Regions from separate parts of the Oryctolagus cuniculus genome. Here region 2 is linked to region 1. Evidence: chromatin contacts called from public Micro-C data. All regions are on one chromosome and are shown on one strand. The core of a region is the stretch at or near the end of the contact, and the rest is flanking DNA. Distances in the headings are between cores, read along the strand shown. Region 1 holds the start of SEC62 (SEC62 homolog, preprotein translocation factor). Region 2 holds the start of ACTRT3 (actin related protein T3).

What was found. Hi-C and Micro-C count contacts between places; a contact is called where the count stands out from the background.
Region 2: a contact with region 1 is called in a Micro-C map of ear pinna, with 6 times the contacts expected there. The contact joins the promoter of ACTRT3 here to the promoter of SEC62 in region 1. A contact is called at or near these places in 3 of 6 Hi-C or Micro-C datasets (ear pinna, psoas muscle and an unstated tissue).

The regions. Positions count from the first base shown.
Region 1 is chr4:110,331,686-110,335,394 of mOryCun1.1, forward strand. It overlaps SEC62 (SEC62 homolog, preprotein translocation factor), which reads right to left and starts at 1,463. Exons shown (of 8, transcript XM_008266466.4): 1 at 1,118-1,463. The coding sequence starts at 1,153.
Region 2 is chr4:110,533,645-110,537,847 of mOryCun1.1, forward strand. ACTRT3 (actin related protein T3) reads left to right here and starts at 2,395. Exons shown (of 3, transcript XM_070072540.1): 1 at 2,395-2,503; 2 at 2,809-3,339; 3 at 4,153-4,203. The coding sequence starts at 3,140. MYNN (myoneurin) reads right to left here and starts at 1,220. Exons shown (of 7, transcript XM_002716387.5): 1 at 488-1,220. TRNAV-AAC (transfer RNA valine (anticodon AAC)) reads right to left here and starts at 2,064; the gene lies at 1,992-2,064.

The sequences.
Region 1 (3,709 bases), core at 213-2,712:
GGGAATTTTAATTTGCATAGCTCAAAACACCTGTAGGCAGGCCAATAAGCGGATAAACCTTAAAAAAAAAAAAAAAAAGACGGATAAAACAGAAGACAGAAAAGTCATTATGAACAATGAAATAGTAAGGAACACGAAGACAACAGTAACAATTTGTGATGAACATGTTAAGAAATTCACTACAAGCTATCAATTTATGATGTAGGAAGGTTTCCCGGCATAAGAGCTGACGAGACGACTAATAAACAAACGGCCTGAATCTAAGATGTTTGACAAACTTAATCCTCTTGGCTAAAAAACAAGAACCGGGCGGGGACGTGGGGAGGGGGGACTGCCGGGGAGAAACGCACAAACGGCACGCAGGTGGAATGCGGGAGGGAGGTTATGTAGGTTTCGAGGATGACACACTGGCCTAGGAAACGCTTCCGGGCGCCACCAGCTACGTTGCAGCACCAAAGGGGTTGTGTTTGTTTACACTGTGTCGCCGGGAGGAAAGCCAGCAAGCTTCAAGTGGACGATTAGGTTAATAACGTCGAGGAGAAAGGAGGGCAACCGCATCGGAACATCTGGATCAGGAGATCGCCTCCAGGCCCCCGGGGCAGCGGACCGAGTCCCGATCATCGCTCCTCCTAAGACTCCTGCGCACAAAGAACTGGCCGCTTTAGGTCAGTCCTCCGCCTCCTTCTACCCCTACTATCCTGGCCTTCATTTCGGGCTAGCTAAGGGGAGACAGGGGCGAAGGGAGGCGCGGAGCCCCGGGGAGGATCCGTGTCTGCGCTCGGGAGGAAGCCGACCTCCCAGTGCAGGCCCCGGCCCGCGCCGCCACAGCAACTCCGCCGGCAGCCGCGCCTCGGCGAGCAGATTCCGAGCGCGGCGCCTCCTTCCTTCCCCAGCGGCTCCACCACCACCTCGGTCTCCGTCTCCGTCTCCGCGGTCGCCAACGCCGCCCCCTCCCCCTTCAGGCCCCTCACAACGACGCAGCCTGCAGCCGGCGGCCTCCCGGCGCAATCCCGCCCCGCCGCGCCCTCGCTTCCGCTCGCCCTTTCAGGGGGCTTTCCCCGCTCCTTCGACTTTCGAGAGCGTTGAAGCCCCCTACCCCAAGGCTCGGCTTTGCTACCTGGATCCGCTTCTTGTGTCGCCTGCGTTCCGCCATGTTGGCCGCTCCGCCCGGTTCCCTCTGACGTGGAGCGAGGAGGGGGGCGGTGGAAACCTCGCGAGAGCGCGCCTCGCGGCCCGTTATGTAACCCGCGGGCCGGCGCCGGGCCGGGGAAGACCGGCTGCCCTGCGGGCAGGGGTCGGCGGCGCCTTTTCTTCCCTCTCCCCTCGGCGGCTGCTGCTGTTGCGGGAGCTGCAGAACCGCTGGGACTGGGGACGCGAAGTGAATCAGCGGCCGTGGCAGGCTGGGAAGAGTCCTTGGTTCTCAAAACTGAGCTTATGCATCACCTGGGAGGCTGCTGAAATACAGATTCCTGGGCCCCACCCGCTCGGAGTCCGAGTCGGTGCTTTGGGGTGGGGCCTTTCCCGGGGTGTTGACTGAGCCCTGCAGAGGTCTGGTCTGGGGCATGCCAGCCCTGCCGTGGTCCCTGCAAGCCCTGGCCCGCTCCATTGAAGTGTCAGGAAATCCCATTTTCCAGGAAAACCAAGACAGCTGAGGGACAGAGCGATAGATGGACAAATCTAGGGGCTCCACGGTTGCTAGATGGCGGGGCCCAGAGCCACTCATTTCAAACAGATTCTTGGATTCTCCATTCCATTTCCCACTTTGCTTCTCCAAATTCACCTACAGAATTGAGGAGTCAGAGGGAACCTAAGGAAGTAGAGCAAGATGAATAGGACGGATTCTAAGACGCTGGGGATAAAGAAGCCTGGGGAATTACTAGTGCTGTAACTATTGTCATTTTAGGGCTATCTAGACCCAAGAAAGGGTCCTTAGTGCTTAGAAATTCCCACGACTTTATGGAGGTTCTGTAAAAAATTTGTAAAACTTTAGGGAAATACAGAAGAAAATCCTAAATCTAGAGGCCAGAGATTTACATTTTATTGTATTCGGGTATTTATTCCTACTTTGTGTGTATGTTTATATTTATATATTTTCCTGTTCCTTAAATTGAGAACTATGCAATATAGTAGCCTTATATTTTTCACTTAATATTAAGTTGTAAACACATTATACCACTTAAATTTTTTTCAAATTTCACATATTATGTATCTAACCGAATAGCAGCTAAATGTGTAATTAAGACACATTGAAGCATCTTGATGCCAAATCTTTTAATAAAGTAAACTAGCTCAGGTTCTTTTTTGGACTATGCAATTCTGGTCTAATGGGATTCAGTTACATTCCTCTCTATGATCTATAATTTGGTTATGTGTGTAGTCAGAGAGTGGGTGAGGAAGAAGAAATGATTCTTACCAAGTAATCCAAAACAGAATATAGAATATTAAATATTTTTCTTCAGTCCCTCCCTATCTGAAAAAATGATGAATTTGTTTTATGCTATTTTTATTTGGAGAACACTGAACAATTTTCATAGGACAGCTGGTCTATAAACATTAACATTGTATGTAACAGACATTGAGCACTTACCACATGAAAAAGGTTAGGTTAGGACTATGCTGGGAAAGGAAAATCCTTAATGGACAATGGCGCTGTTTCTCTCAGGCTACTGCCCTACTACCATCTTCTGCAGAGCCACAGCCATTCACTTCTTAGACCGAAACATGTTGGTTTCTATTTCCACCACTGACATAATTCTTTTGTCAAGCCCAATACCTGCTTTTCAGCTAGCATCCTAGCATTTGATAATATTGATCATTCATTACTTAACTTCCTCTTTTGCCTTGGCATTTATGATACAGCATGTCTTTTTTTTTTTTTTTTTAACTCCACTTATCTTCTTTTTCAAGCAGAGAATGAACCTCTAATCAAAGGCTTCAGCATGCAGCAGTATTCTACTTCGGAGAAGTGGTGCCCATATTTCGGTCATGGTGATAAAAGAGTCAAGTTAAATTAAGAATGAAGTAATAGGGAAGCCAGATACCACCTGGGTAGGCAAAATTTGTGAAGGTAAAATGTAGGTAATTGAGTACTGCGAACACTGAGAACTCATCTATGGGGGAGGTGTGGAGCAGGACCTGGTTTTTGCCTGGCAGGAGACTTCCAATATCTATATCCATCTCTGTTTATGAAATACCCTGCAGTGTCCACTGCTTTTATAATCATGCTTATTCGTTTTAACCAGATCAATTCTAAGCAGTTGTTGAGGGTTAAAGAAACTTCTGAAGGGCCTTAGCCCCTTTTCTTGCTGCCCTCCCTACCTCCCCAGCCTTGTGCTTTGCAGGGCAGGTACACTGGACTATTGTAATTTCAAGTTGAGCTTCCCTAATCCAAAATGCTCCAAATATAGAACTTTTTCAGCACTAGTGTGGACTCACAAGTAAAAAAATCCCACATTTGACCTCATGTAATGAATCCCAGTTAAAATGCAGACATGTTAAAGATATCATAAAAAGTACCTTCAGGATATGTGTATAAGGTGTATATGAAGTTGAAACAAATTTTGTGTTTAGACTGGATCTTATCCCCAGGTTATTTCATTGTGCAAATGAAAACATCCCAAAATTCAAAAACACATCTAGTCCCAAGCATTTTGGATAAGGGATACCCAACCTTTATCAGCCTCTTCCTTCTGATTTCTCCAATTTCTCT
Region 2 (4,203 bases), core at 1,145-3,644, 200 kb after region 1:
AATAGACAAGCATGTTAAGTCACTTAGAAATGATTCCCTGGGACAGCACGGGGACGAACATGGCATGAGTTTCAAAAATCTGCTCTCAAATCGCCCAAACCCGTTCGCCGGCCGCGGTGTCTCCGAAACGCGAGGCGGCCACTGGGCGAATGCGCCGGGCCACGGGTTGTCAAAGGCTCTGTCACTGGCTCCGAGGCGGCCACACCCCCTCCCCTCCCTCTCGCTCCTCATCGAGCGTCATCGGAGAGTGACAACCAAAGCGACAGCCTTGGTGGCTTCGGCTGCCCTGCCCTGTCCTCCGCCCAGCTCCCACTCCCGCGAGTTCCCACGGCAGAGGTTGTGGCCAAGGCCACCACCGGGGCTGCTTCGCCCAAGCCTTCCCACCTTCGCCCCGGCCCGTGCTCGAACCACAAGGAGCCGCCCCCACAATGGCCCTGCATTTGGGGTGGGCGGGAATGGTGGGCTTGGGGGTGAAGTCGGAACTCACCGCTAGCAACCCAAGCGGGAACACAGTTTCCTCACTCTCTCTCCGCCATCTTGGGAGGACGTCACCGCGCCACGCTCCGCCTCTCCCTTCTTCCTCCACGTCTGCGTCACATCCGGGTGTGTCGTCCGGCAACGGCGCAGGAGGTTCTGGGGCGGTAGAGGGCCGACGCCAGCCGGGGCCAGCGGGCTGGCCCCGCGACCCCACTCCCCGGCATGCCAGGGCTGCCTCGAAACAGCAGGCGTCATGGACCCGACAGCTGAGGGTTATCTCACAGCTCGTCTTTCTGGTTCTGAGCGTTCTGGCCGGCCAACAGTCGGCACCTCGCGCTCGGCCGGGCTCCTGGACGGAAGCCGGGGAGCGCCGCGCCCCGGGCCGCGCTCCCACAGCCAAGCTGCGCACTGCATGCTGGGGCTTGTAGTCGCTCGCCGTCTCCCATCGTCACCCCCTTTCCTCGGGCCCCCCCAGTGGGAACAGCTGCTTTGTGTACTCGGGCTGAAGGTCCGGGGGGCTCGTCTGATCGGAGACGGATCACCCCTATCCCCTCTACGTACCCGGAAGGTCTTTGGATCCCCTGGGTTTTGTTTGCATCAGCCAACGAGAGATGAGTTTCCAGGATACCCTTACCTGGTGTCAGAAGTCCGAGATGCGCGAAACCCAAAGCAGAGGGGCACACGGGCATGCGCAACATTAGAGGGAGGTGGGTTTTACACCGGAAAAGGTTTGCCGGCGTCTGGAACTGGAGAAATTTTAATGCAATTATTTACATCTTATTCAGATTTTGTAACAGTGAGGAAAAAGGCACCGCTTGGGCCGGTAATATGCGGAAGTATCAGAAACAAGTCTTGCAAAGGTGGATTTTCCCCTCGTATCTGTGGACATCGTAAATATCAGAAAACCAAGGGATGATTGGCTAAAAGTCTTTTGTCGTGGCCGAAAGAGACTATTGAAAAAAAAAATGGGATTCAATTTGTCTCTTTTGAGACAACCCCCACCCCCTTGCTTTCTATAAATTCCTCTCTTCCTGGTAAGAAACATTTTAAAATAAAATGCACATCCGTTGTGTTCATAAGGAAAAACTGGAGTTGCACCCTTATTGTTTTTATCTTTCCGAGTATAATTTTGAGAGCTCCCTTTGTCGTCAGAATCCTTTCCGACAATTTTAATTCAGAAATACTTGTGGACCTAGCTATCAAGCAGGACAGCTAGGATAGAGAATAAAACATGGTCTCCTGGCGTTTAGGGGAAAAGGTGATCTAGAAGGGAAAGCTGTGGAAAATCTAGTGGCATACTACAAAGAATATGTAGTAGGAGACTGGCTCACAGTTTTCATACTGTTTGAGCTGCCCTTCTGCGCGCTTCTTTCAGCGATAGACTCTGAGTCGAACTCATGTTTTTAAAATCCGGGTCCTTCTTCCATATGGCAAGATTTCCGTGAAAACATTTGAAAGTTCAAATTCTCAGCAATCAAGAAAGGGAAAAAAGGTAAGGGGAAAGAAAACGTTATTGTTTCCGCCCGGTTTCGAACCGGGGACCTTTCGCGTGTTAGGCGAACGTGATAACCACTACACTACGGAAACCACCCTGCTCCACAGTGCTCAGGAAGTCCTTGATATACTTTCAGCACATGTACGTAGGCTGTTTCAACATGCAGAATCAGTTGTAATTTTTAACAGGATGCAAAGAAACACCGCGAAACGTGAAAACAACCGCATGTCCAACCGAACTGTTTCCAAAGTGTGAATCTGCGTACGAAATCCCCGTGTGCTGCGGTAGACACCAGGCACCTGCTGACTTCGTTCCCTTGAGCACTCTTTCTTCCCGAGACCGAAGCGTTTCCATTATGGGTCCTTCCCCTGCGAGGCGCTGCCCAGTCCCGAGGGCGAGCTGCGGGCAGCGTCCAGCGCCGCCGCTCGGATTCGGCCCTTCACCGAGGGACGCCTGAATGACTCGGGCATTTCCTCCTCGCGCTTCCGAAGAGGTTCCAGTTTGCGCGCCTGTTTGAAAACCCGCCAAAGGGTGTGCAAAATCAGAGGCTTTGGGACAACCAGTGTGGTTTATTTTTTTTTTTTTTTCCTTTCTTCTCCTGAGCTTCCCGCGACCTAAAAGGATCTCACTTGTCTGCAAAGGGGGAGGGAGACTCGTCCTTGGGATTAAAACTCAAGGCTAGGGAATGAGAATGAGTTTTCGGATGACAGCGGGGAATTTAATGCAACGTGAGAGGTCTACCATTTGACTTGCGTACATTTCGGTTACGAATGAAAGGAAAGATGTTCCCTGCTTCCCCGCACACTGTCTAATCTCATTCCTTCTCGGTTCTCCAGGCTTCCCACAGGCCCCGGGACGTTCGGACACCTGTGAAGCAGAATTCAATGGCTGAGGGAAATGAAACTGTTTTCGCGGCTCTGCGGGGTGTGCGGGAGGTGCACTCGTGAAGAGTGAGATTCGTTTCCTGGGAAGGAAAGTGGGATTTTCCTGATCAGGATATTCCCGCACTCGGGGGCTGGGGTGGCTGCACTGGGCGCTCCCGACCCAGGGCCTGCGCTCGGGCCCAGGCTGCCTCAGGCCGTGAGGGGCCTCTGTGACGCGGCATTCCAGGCCGAGGGACCCCCGAGCCCGCAGACTGAGCGGCCTGGCGGCCGGGGCGGCGGCGGCATGAACTATGAGCACCTTCCCGTGGTGATCGACAATGGCTCGGGGGTGATCAAGGCGGGTATGGCCGGGAGCCGCGAGCCCCAGTTTGTCTACCCCAACATTGTGGGCCGCGCCAAGGGCCAGAACTGGGCGGTCGAGGGCGCGCAAGAGCTGTGCGTGGGCGACCAGGCGCAGGACCGGAGAAGCTCGCTGTCCATCAGGTACTGCCTCCCGGTGGCCGGCGACCGGGCGCAGGGGTGCCGGGCGGGCGGAGGCCGGGAGGCGGCCACCGCCAGAGCGCCCCGTCTCGGGGGCCGCAGGGAGGGCCTGCCAAGGCGCGGCCACCCAGCCCCGGCGGGTCCGGGACATCCGACGACCCAAAGGTACTCGCTCACTGTACTACAGAGAAGTGTCCAAACGTGGACACGAAGACTGACGGATGTTAGCTAATTCCTGGTAGCTGCTGACATTTGGGGTTTTACTCTTTAATTAAATGAGATAAAGAAAGTATACTGTAATGTAGGAAGTTCCCAGTTTTACAAGAAAAAGGCAAAGGGACAACATTGTAGCCCAGGGGATTAAGCCGATTAGAGTCCCAGCTGTATCACTTCGATCCAGCTCCCTGCTAATGGGCCTGGGAAAGCAGCAAAAGATGGCCCAGGTGCCCAGGCGCTTGCAACCCACGTGGGAGACCCAATGGAGCTCCAGGCTCCTGGCTTCCACTTTAGCCTGGTCCAGCTCTGGCTGTTATGGCCATTTGCGAAGTGACCCAGTAGATGAAGATTTCTCTCTCTCTCTCAATCTCTCTCTTTCTGCCTTTCAAACTTACAATTTTAAAAACAACAAAGAGAGAAACTGGTAAGCAAGAAATAACGGTACAAGAAGGTAGTATCTGTGCTCATTTTTGCACCACTATCTTCTCTGAGGGGCTGTGGCAGGTGCTGTTCATGAAGGGACATTGCGAATAAACACAGGGACTAGGAACAGAAACTGGAAAAGCGAACGCTGCCTTGGTCTTGTCACTCTCCCCACAGCTACCCGGTGGAGCGCGGTCTCATCACTTCCTGGGGGGACATGGAGATCAT